Linked DNA regions of Mus musculus: region 1 is linked to region 2. Evidence: chromatin contacts called from public ChIA-PET data. All regions are on one chromosome and are shown on one strand. The core of a region is the stretch at or near the end of the contact, and the rest is flanking DNA. Distances in the headings are between cores, read along the strand shown. Region 1 holds the start of Clpb (ClpB caseinolytic peptidase B). Region 2 holds the start of Art2b (ADP-ribosyltransferase 2b).

The links. ChIA-PET counts read pairs in DNA pulled down with a chosen protein or histone mark.
Region 1: a contact with region 2 is called in an RNA polymerase II ChIA-PET map of effector CD8 T cells, with 11 read pairs. The contact joins the promoter of Clpb here to the promoter of Art2b in region 2.

Annotation. Positions count from the first base shown.
Region 1 is chr7:101,661,185-101,665,697 of GRCm38.p6, forward strand. Clpb (ClpB caseinolytic peptidase B) reads left to right here and starts at 2,567. Exons shown (of 16, transcript NM_009191.4): 1 at 2,567-3,029. The coding sequence starts at 2,627.
Region 2 is chr7:101,579,237-101,583,807 of GRCm38.p6, forward strand. Art2b (ADP-ribosyltransferase 2b) reads right to left here and starts at 1,925. Exons shown (of 3, transcript NM_019915.3): 1 at 1,875-1,925; 2 at 668-1,403. The coding sequence starts at 1,925. It overlaps Gm45995 (a long non-coding RNA gene), which reads left to right and starts at 1,685. Exons shown (of 2, transcript XR_001778239.2): 1 at 1,685-2,421; 2 at 3,341-3,593.

The DNA of each region.
Region 1 (4,513 bases), core at 1,317-3,816, 83 kb after region 2:
ACAAACTTACTATGTAATACTAAAAACAAGGGGCTGAAGGGTGCACGTGACGGCACACGTCTTTAATCCCATACTTGGTAGGAAGAAGCAAGCAGCCTGTTCTAGAAATTGAATTCCAGGGCATCCAAGGTACACAGAAAAACCCTGTCTCAAAAAAAAAACAAAACAAAAAAAAAAAACAGACAAACAAATAAATGGGCCTAAAAAAATGACTCAGTGTATAAGAACATGTTCTGTTCTTACAAAGGACCAGGCATGATTTGGTTCCCAGCACCCAAATGGTAGCTTACAGCCTCCTGAAACTCTGCTACAGGAGATCCCAGAGCCTGTTTTGGCCTCCTTGGGCTCCTCCATACACACAGAGCAAATATAGACATGTATAACACACACACACACACACACTTCCTCATCTTTTGTACAAATGCCCACCTATTCCTAACAGTGTAACACTATTACAAAAGGAAACCAAATATGGAAGAGGCTAGAAGGTCATCTACACACCCACATCATGAAAGGAGTTTAAATAATATAGCATTTCCATCCAGAGCAACACAGGCTTTGCTGAGGGTCCTTGGTGCAATTGGGTAAATTCAAAAGAGATCAATAACCAGAAATAAAATGTAAAGTCATGCATGAGTGTGTGATTGCTTCATGATCTGGGCATGAGAAATCCTTCCTAAATACTGTCAGAGATTCCATAGAAGTAGAGGTAATGTCAAAGTGGCAAATTGAAAAGAAACACCTGCAAGGTTTTTTTTTTTTAAGTTTGTTTGTTTGTGTGTTTGGGTTTTTTTGTTTTGTTTTGTGTTTTTTTGTTTTTGCTTTTGTTTTTCAAGACAGGGTTCCCCTGTGTATCCCTGGCTGTCCTGGAACTCACTCTGGAGACCAGACTGGCCTCGAAATCAGAAATCTGCCTGACTCTGCCTCCCAAGTGCTGCCACCATTGCCTGGTTTAGTATTTTTTTAGATTTATTTATGCATTATGTGTACAGTGTTCTGCCTGCATGTATGCCTGAAGGCCAGTAGAGGGCACCAGATCTCATTATAGATGGTTGTTAGCCACCATGTGGTTGCTGGAAATTGAACTGGGGCCTCTTGAAGAGCAGCCAGTGCTCTTAACCTCTGAGACATTTCTCCAGCTCCAACACCCACAAGTTTTAATGCAGACTAATCCACTTCCTATGAAGAGTTCCAGAAGTGGAGAAGGAAAAAGCAAAGAATAGGGCAAGTGTCATGTACTGACCTTTCTTAGGAAAATGGATGTTAGCTAGAGTGCTCCATGTACAGGTAAACGCAGGCATGAGACTTGAGTGGGACAGATGCAAACCAAGGCTTAAGACCTATTCTCAGCCAACAGGCTAATGGAAAGCCCCAAAACCTGCTTTAACAATTCAAACAAGCCAGCTAGGCACCACTGGATACCAACCAGCAAAGTACCTGGGCCTGTCAGAAGCCCTGGCAGCCCAGACAAACTGTTCCCTCGATCTAGCTCAAGAGGCTCTAATGCAAGAGCAGGAAGCATTCCGCCTACAAGGCTTTCTCTGTATCCTCTAGATCAGGAGCAACTCTATGGAAGGTACAGCTTTGAGCCAGGGTAAAACAACACCCCAGACAATCCCAAACCCAGTTTTGTAATTCTGTGAGACACAAGGGGCCAGACACAGATATATGAGTAGCTAATTGTCAGCTAACTACAGAAGGAATCAACTGAAACACAATTCATAGATTCACTATTATGTAACAAACAAGATGGCTCAACTATAAAAGACACTTGCTGCCAAACCTAAGGATCTCACACACACACACTCACACACACACACACACACACACACACATCTTTAAACACACACACACACACACACACACACAGTCTTAAAGTCTTTTGAGACAGAGTCTCTCTGGCTCATAACCCTGACTATCTTGAAACTCACTATGCAAACTAGACTTTCTCAAATTCAGAGAGATCTGCTTGCCTTTGCCTGGAATGCTGGGATTAAGGACACACACCACCTTTCCCAACACTCAACATCTTTTTGAAAAGCAATAGCAACTCAGAATAAAAGTGGGGAGGGGTACAAGTTACTTAACAGGTCTTCATCGAAAATGCAATTTTATTTAAACACTAGGGAAGTTGTTCTAGGATTCCTGTATTTTGATTTTCGATATTTTGATTTGATATTTGATATCTTACACAGTTGGGGCTGACCTAGACCAAGAATGTGATTTTGACCCAGACCTTGAATTCCCGTTCTTTCAGGTTCCCACCTTCCAAAGGCAGGGCTTAAAGTTCTGTGTTAATACAAATACGGGGCTCTGGAATCTTGAATCCTAATTGCCACGCCCCACCAGAGTTTTCCTTTTTGCCACGCCCCTCTGCCCGAACTGCATTTCCCAACATTCTTCCAGCTCCGCTGTCAGCGGTCATTGTGATGTCATTCCACAGCCCTCGGGGAAATGTAGTTTGTTTAGTCTCCAGCTAGAGAAAGATCTGGGGCTGTGGACTACCACTCCCGTGAGGTAGTGCGCAGTCCCACCTTATAAGCGGCGTCTTCGAACGCGCCGCGGCAGCCATGTTGATCGTGGCTAGCACAGGGGCCGGCACCAGCGGGTTTTAGAAGCAGGTGTCATGATGTTGTCCGCGGTGTTGAGGAGAACCACGCCAGCGCCTCGGCTCTTCCTAGGGTTAATCAAATCTCCATCTCTCCAAAGCCGGGGAGGTGCTTACGGCCGTGGCGTTGTCACCGGAGACCGCGGGGAGCCGCAGCGGTTGAGAGCTGCCGCTTGGGTGCGCCCTGGAGCATCTTCTACCTTCGTCCCCGGACGGGGGGCAGCCACCTGGGGGCGCCGTGGAGAACGCACCGAGATCCCATACCTGACTGCCGCCTCGTCGGAACGCGGTCCTAGCCCCGAAGAAACACTCCCGGGACAAGACAGCTGGAATGGGGTCCCCAACAAGACGGGTCTGGGCATGTGGGCCTTGGCCATGGCGCTGGTGGTTCAGTGCTACAGCAAGAATCCATCCAACAAGGGTGATTATGGGGTCAAACTGGGTTCAAGGGAGAGGTGGGTGGGTGGGTCATGACTCCTTTGGAAGGTTGAAGGTATTTGTAAATTTAAACCCGCATAACCTTACCTTGAAGAAACCCAGTTACCTTCTGCTGCCAGGAGCAGCAGATGGAAAACTCACTGAAGTTACATCATTTCCCATCGTAGGTCTAGCACCCTCTTTGGGATCAGTTTGTATACAAGTATAATTGGGGACATTGGACTGACTAATTACAGCCCGGTCCTTTTATGTACCAATATTATATCTTGTCCATTAGTCTTTCAAGAGGTCTCCAGGAAGCCTCAACAGCTTTAGGGACCGCCTCTACATGTTTTTCTGCGTACATAGGTCCAAGGAAGGAGGACACTTGGTTCTGGTGCTAGCCTGACCCCATGTTCCTCTCTAATCTTAGTTTCCCCACTGTCTAATGAAGGCAAGCTCTCAGTGCTCTAATATTTTGACCTTTCCTGGAGTTCAGAGTCTGTTTAGTTGCTTAGAGTTTTGCTTAGTGTCATGTTTAAGATGAGCTGGATACTGTGGAGGGTGTGTGTGTGAAGCCTTGGGGGACAGGGAGTTGGCTGAAAGTTGCTCTCTGGAGACTTACAGCAGTGGGGGAGGGAGGGAGGAGGTGGAGGTAGCTAACTCAGATTGGCTTCTTACCTCAGTTGCTTAGAGTTGAGCAGGAGCTGCAAGGGTGGCCTGGCTGAGCCCAACCTCTCAGGTTTTCAGTTGTCAGTGCCTGCCTGTCCCATGCACCCCAGACTCTGAGATTGTTGAACAAGATTGGAGACCGCCTTGACCTTCCCTTGTTTGTTTAATAAGATGGGGCCGCTTGGAAAGAAAGGACTTCTGGATGAGGAACAAGGACACGGAGGATCTTGTACTGTCTTTGTAAATCTGGACTCTTAATCCTTCTTTGCTGCCCTGCGTTTCCTTTCTATTGAAGAGGGCGTTGAAGTAGGTAGGGCCTTTCTAGTTTAAGCATGCGGGAATTGTATGGTTTCCGCTTGTGCAAACATGAAGGTGGCACTGTGCTTAGCTTGGACCTAGGTGTTCAGAAAATCCCAACTTAAAACCTAGCCAGCTAAGGGGAGAGGGTGCAGCAGCCGGTCATGCAGGGCTAGTGAGTATTACAGAGGATCAGAGAGCTACTGGGGTCAGGATAGCCTTCCTGGAGGACTGGAAGTCCTTGCAAGATGTGGGGCTTGAGCTTGGTTTCTGAAGGATAGCATAGGAAACATAAAGAGGGTGGGGGCCTGTGTAACCCACGAGGGCAGGACCTCCATCTTACCTCTGTTAGTATTTCCTTAATACCAAGCATCTGTCTACCAGCGTGTGACCCAGAGAAGGGAGACATTCACATGTGGTCCTTGGATTGGATTGGATTCCATTCCCAGACTTCAGCTAGCCTCATGTGGACAGGCTAGCAGTTTGGCCAGTGAGGGTTGGAAGACAAGGTCTTTGGAA
Region 2 (4,571 bases), core at 675-3,174:
GAAGAAGAAGAAGAAGAAGAAGAAGAAGAAGAAGAAGATGATGATGATGATGATGATGACGATAATGATAGGAAGCCTTCCCTACCCAGAGTCTTCCCTAGCCTTCTATGGAATATGCAGGCTTTCCCTTCTTCACCCAAGAAGTGTGAAACTTCTGAAGGTCTATTATTGAAGCACCATGTATTCTATACTAGTTGGTGTGAACTAGACCTTACTTGTGGCTCTCAGTCTGCCTGTCCTGGACATGGACCTTTTGGCCCACATGGACAGAATCCTTCTTGATGTACTCTGTACCTGGGTAGGTCTCATGATTTCCCTGGGATTAATCCAAATTCAAAATTTCTCTATGCAAACACATAAAATCCCTGTGATCTCTTCCCATAGTTCCACTTCTGCCTCCAAAGACTTCTCATGTTATCAGAAACCCTTCAGGGTGTCAGGGCTACTCTGACTGGTAATAGTTTTTTTCCTGATATGGCTCACTGTTTCAATCATTTCTGATGTACCATTACTGCAGCACATGTCCTTGTCTTTACCAATGCTACCATTCACTGTTCCAGACCCTCACCATGTGCACTGTCTATCATATTGCTTCAAGTAGGGAGCACCTCCTCTTCCATTTCATGAGGTCCCCTGCCAGCTCCATCTCTAACACAGACAGACTCACCTGATATACTGAAATCAATGTTGACTGTTTGAGCAGAACCATTATAGAAGCAATTGAAGTTGCTCTTCTTCCTTTCTGGGGAGTCCAGAAATATTTCATTATACCCATTATCATTTTGTGCTGTGACTTTGTGATATACTTCATAGCCTGGAATTAACACCTCCTCTTCACGAGGGAATGAGGAGAATTCTTTGATATTAACCCCCAAGCAGGTTCTGATGATAAATAGTGTCCCATGATTACTGAAAAAATTTGAAGAAAGAGCTACTCTCTTTGTTAAAGATGAAGAACTGAACTGCCCAAATCGCACAGAGCCCTTCCCAGTGTATTCAAACATGACTTTAGTACCTCGGTAAACTAAACTACAACCCTGGTCATTCAAAAGCTGAACAGCTCTTGTTAAGTAGTAATGGAAGGCCTTGTAGTGGAAGTTATCCGGACTTTTCTTGAAGTCTCTAACAGCTCTGTTAAAATCTATAGCGAGGTTCCCAGTGTAGGCAACTAAAGCTGTCCCATGGAAATCATGGAAACCTGCCGGATAACTCGTACTGTTTTTGATCTCTTTCCAATTTATCTCTGCTTTTTCCCACTCAAGTTTTAATTCCTCATTCATGTTGAAGTCTTCTTGTAACAGCTGGGGTGCCTTTTTCTCCATGTCTTCGACACAGCTCTCATACTGATCATCAAATGCATTAGGAGCCATGTCTAGCATGAAAGGCACTGCAAGGCCAGTCACCTGAAAGAAAAAAGCAGGGCCCTCTGTTACCACTAAGTTTGCTAAGTTCCCAGCATGTGCTGGATGCTGTGGAGCCTGCAGCATGAGATGTCACATACACCCACCTCACACATGGCTCAGGCATGGACACAATCTCATTCCATCCTCAGAAGGGAGAAAGGCAAGGCTGAGATCTCTGACTCCTGTGTGTTTGCAGATACTATACTTCCTTGTTTACTCAATTAGTTCTTTAGTGAGCACACAAAACAAGAGGCCTCATCATGACCTTTGCATATTCATATATCATTGCAGATTGCTCATATTCACCCCCCCCACACACACACAGCTCTGTGATATTATCTCTATATTACCTCTTCAAAGGTTCATGCTCTCCAACATCCGCTACCACAGACTCAACTGTGGGAACTGTCATATTGCAAAGAGGTGGGCAGGGGAAAGAGAGGTCAACAGGATGTGGGTTGAGAATATTACCTGCTGGGTTAGCCACCAAGTTAGGAAGAACTTGAAAATTTTTGATGTCATCGTCAAGTTAAAAAACAGCTGCAAGCAAATATAAGACAATGAAAGAGGTGTGCACACAGTCGATTAACATTCTGTTGATGGAGCAGCTCTGGGGTAATGACTCAGTGTCTATGTCGCATCCAGGCTCCTGCTCACACTACTCCCAGAATGGCATATCAGGACTCTGTGAACCAATCTGCTTGGGTCCCTTACCAGTGATGTGGTCATCAATATCTTCTCTATCTATCTAGTAAGGAGCTATGATTAATTAATCTTGTTAGTACTCAGAGATGCACAGATGTCCTGAGGAAAACGGACAAGACATATGTTTGCAGATCGCTGATAGGCTGTGGTGTTTTTCTTTGCCCAGATATGTAAACTGTTGTCTGTGTTGGATTACCTTGGGGCTCTCAGTCAACTTGATACCTCTGAATGAAGTCTCTTAATTGTATCAGTACTCACTATGTTCTATATTGGCTATGGCTGTCCTCCAATGAGCCAGTGTGCCCATATGAAGGTAATGAAACCTTTAAGAGGTGAGGTCTATTGGGAAGGGACCAGGTCCTGGAGGGCATCACCATCAGAAGAGATCGATTGAGTCTTGTGGGATCCTACTCAGTTTTTGCAAGAGCAAGTCCAGCCTCTGCCTGTCTGGTTTCCTCTCTTGCATGTACTCCCTTCTGCACATGGCAGTGGCTTCTCTGCCACATTGTGACTCTGCCAGGAAAACCCTAACCAGCCAGCACTGCCATGGTAGTTAGACTGTGAACTAAGTGGACACATTGATTGTAAACTTTACAGCATTAAGAATTTTGTGAAAATAATAGAAAACACAAACTGAGGAGATAGCTCAGTGTGTACCATATTTGCCTTGCAAACATAGACCCGAGTTTGATTCCCAGAGCCCTAAGGAGAAAATCAGGGTACGGAGAATGCACTTGTAATTCCAGCACTGGGAGTTGGAAAGAAATGGATTTGTGTGATCCCCCGAACTTCACTAGACAGAACAGCCTACTCGATGTGTCTCAGGCCCGTGGGAAACCCTGTCTTTACAAAACTGGTGGACAGTGCCTGAGTGAATAGAGCAGAGGTTGTCCTCTGCTTCCACATGCATGTCCCCACACATGCAAGCACATGCAAGCACATCCATGTCCCCACACATGCAAGCACACGCATGAGTAGGTGTCATGTACACACATAAAGAAAAGGAGAAAGAAAGGTAATAGACCAACACGGCCTGCCTTCTTTAGAGTTATGGATGTTTATTGTTTTCACTGCTTCTTGAGGGTGGAGATTTAAAGTGTCCCCTGAGTTGCAGGAGTAAGGAAGAGTGGTCACTCACTGTGACCCTTTATTCCTTCCTATCTTCTGTCTTTTGGGAAACCACAAAAACTCCACTCCATAATTACCTAAGCCTGTTGTGTTACTTTCCACAGAATTTCTACTGAATCTGACAAGACAATCTGTGAGAGTTCCCCACATCCTGAGAATGGCAGAGAGGAGCTGCACCATGTGGCTAACAAGTTGTTCTTGGGGAGGCTGCACTCCTGGCTCCTCCTCAGCTTGCCTTCTCCTGCCTGAGTTTTTAGGGACCACCGCAGAGCCAACAGACTGAGGAGTTCTGCACTGCAGTGAAGGTTCCCACTTCTCTACACCCTGAACTTTAAGCAATTATTAAATACTGTAAAAGAACTATAGTCAGCTAAGTAAGAGCTGAGCACAGTGTCGCCTTTGTTTGCACACAGTTACTACTCTCAAGGACATCAGATAGTTTTACTTCAACTTCCTGTCAGGATAGATTGCACATCCTAGAGTAGTGGCACCCAGCACATATATAAATGTAAAAGCTTTCATTTATAATATTTAAATTATAAGCTGAGGATGCATCTCACTTGGTAAAGGGGCAACCTGGTACCCAGGAGTTCCTGAAATGAATCTCACCACAGCCTAATTACTAGCGGTGGTGGCACAAGCTGTAATTCCAGCTCCTCAGAGGGAAGACAGGACCATCAGACTTTCAGGTCACCCTTGACTATAAGTATCAGGACATCATGAGGCCCTTGTCTCAAAACATGAAAAGCATGTCATCTTGGATGGTACACACCTTTACCTCAGCATTCAGGAGGAAGAGGCAGATGGATCTCTATTAGTTCCAGGCTGGCCTGATCTACAGAGCAAGCTCTGGGACAAACAGGACTACTCTACATAGTGAAACTCTCTCTTAAAACAAACAAACACACATACACACACACACACACACACACACACACAAATATTTAATACAATACAAATTGATATCTGACATACAATCCTAAATAACTATTAATTTAATTATTTCATCATTTCCTACCTATATTTCTCCCAATATTCTTATTTGACATGTAATTTTTTAACTATGGCATTAAGATAATGAACATTTGTGTTGATCCAACATCTCTTTATATAGAGACAACTATTTTCATTAATTTCAATATCCTCCTATCAATTTCTTCAGCAAAGTTGTGAAACCTCACGTGTTCTTCTTTAAGGAGTCTGAAGACTCATGCTATCCTCTCTAAATTCTTAAAGTCCTTCTGTGTAAACCAGGCATGGCCAAACACACCTGTAATCACTGGGAGGTAGAAGCAGGGACATCCCAAGTCCCAGGTCATTGCAGGATGTAATGAG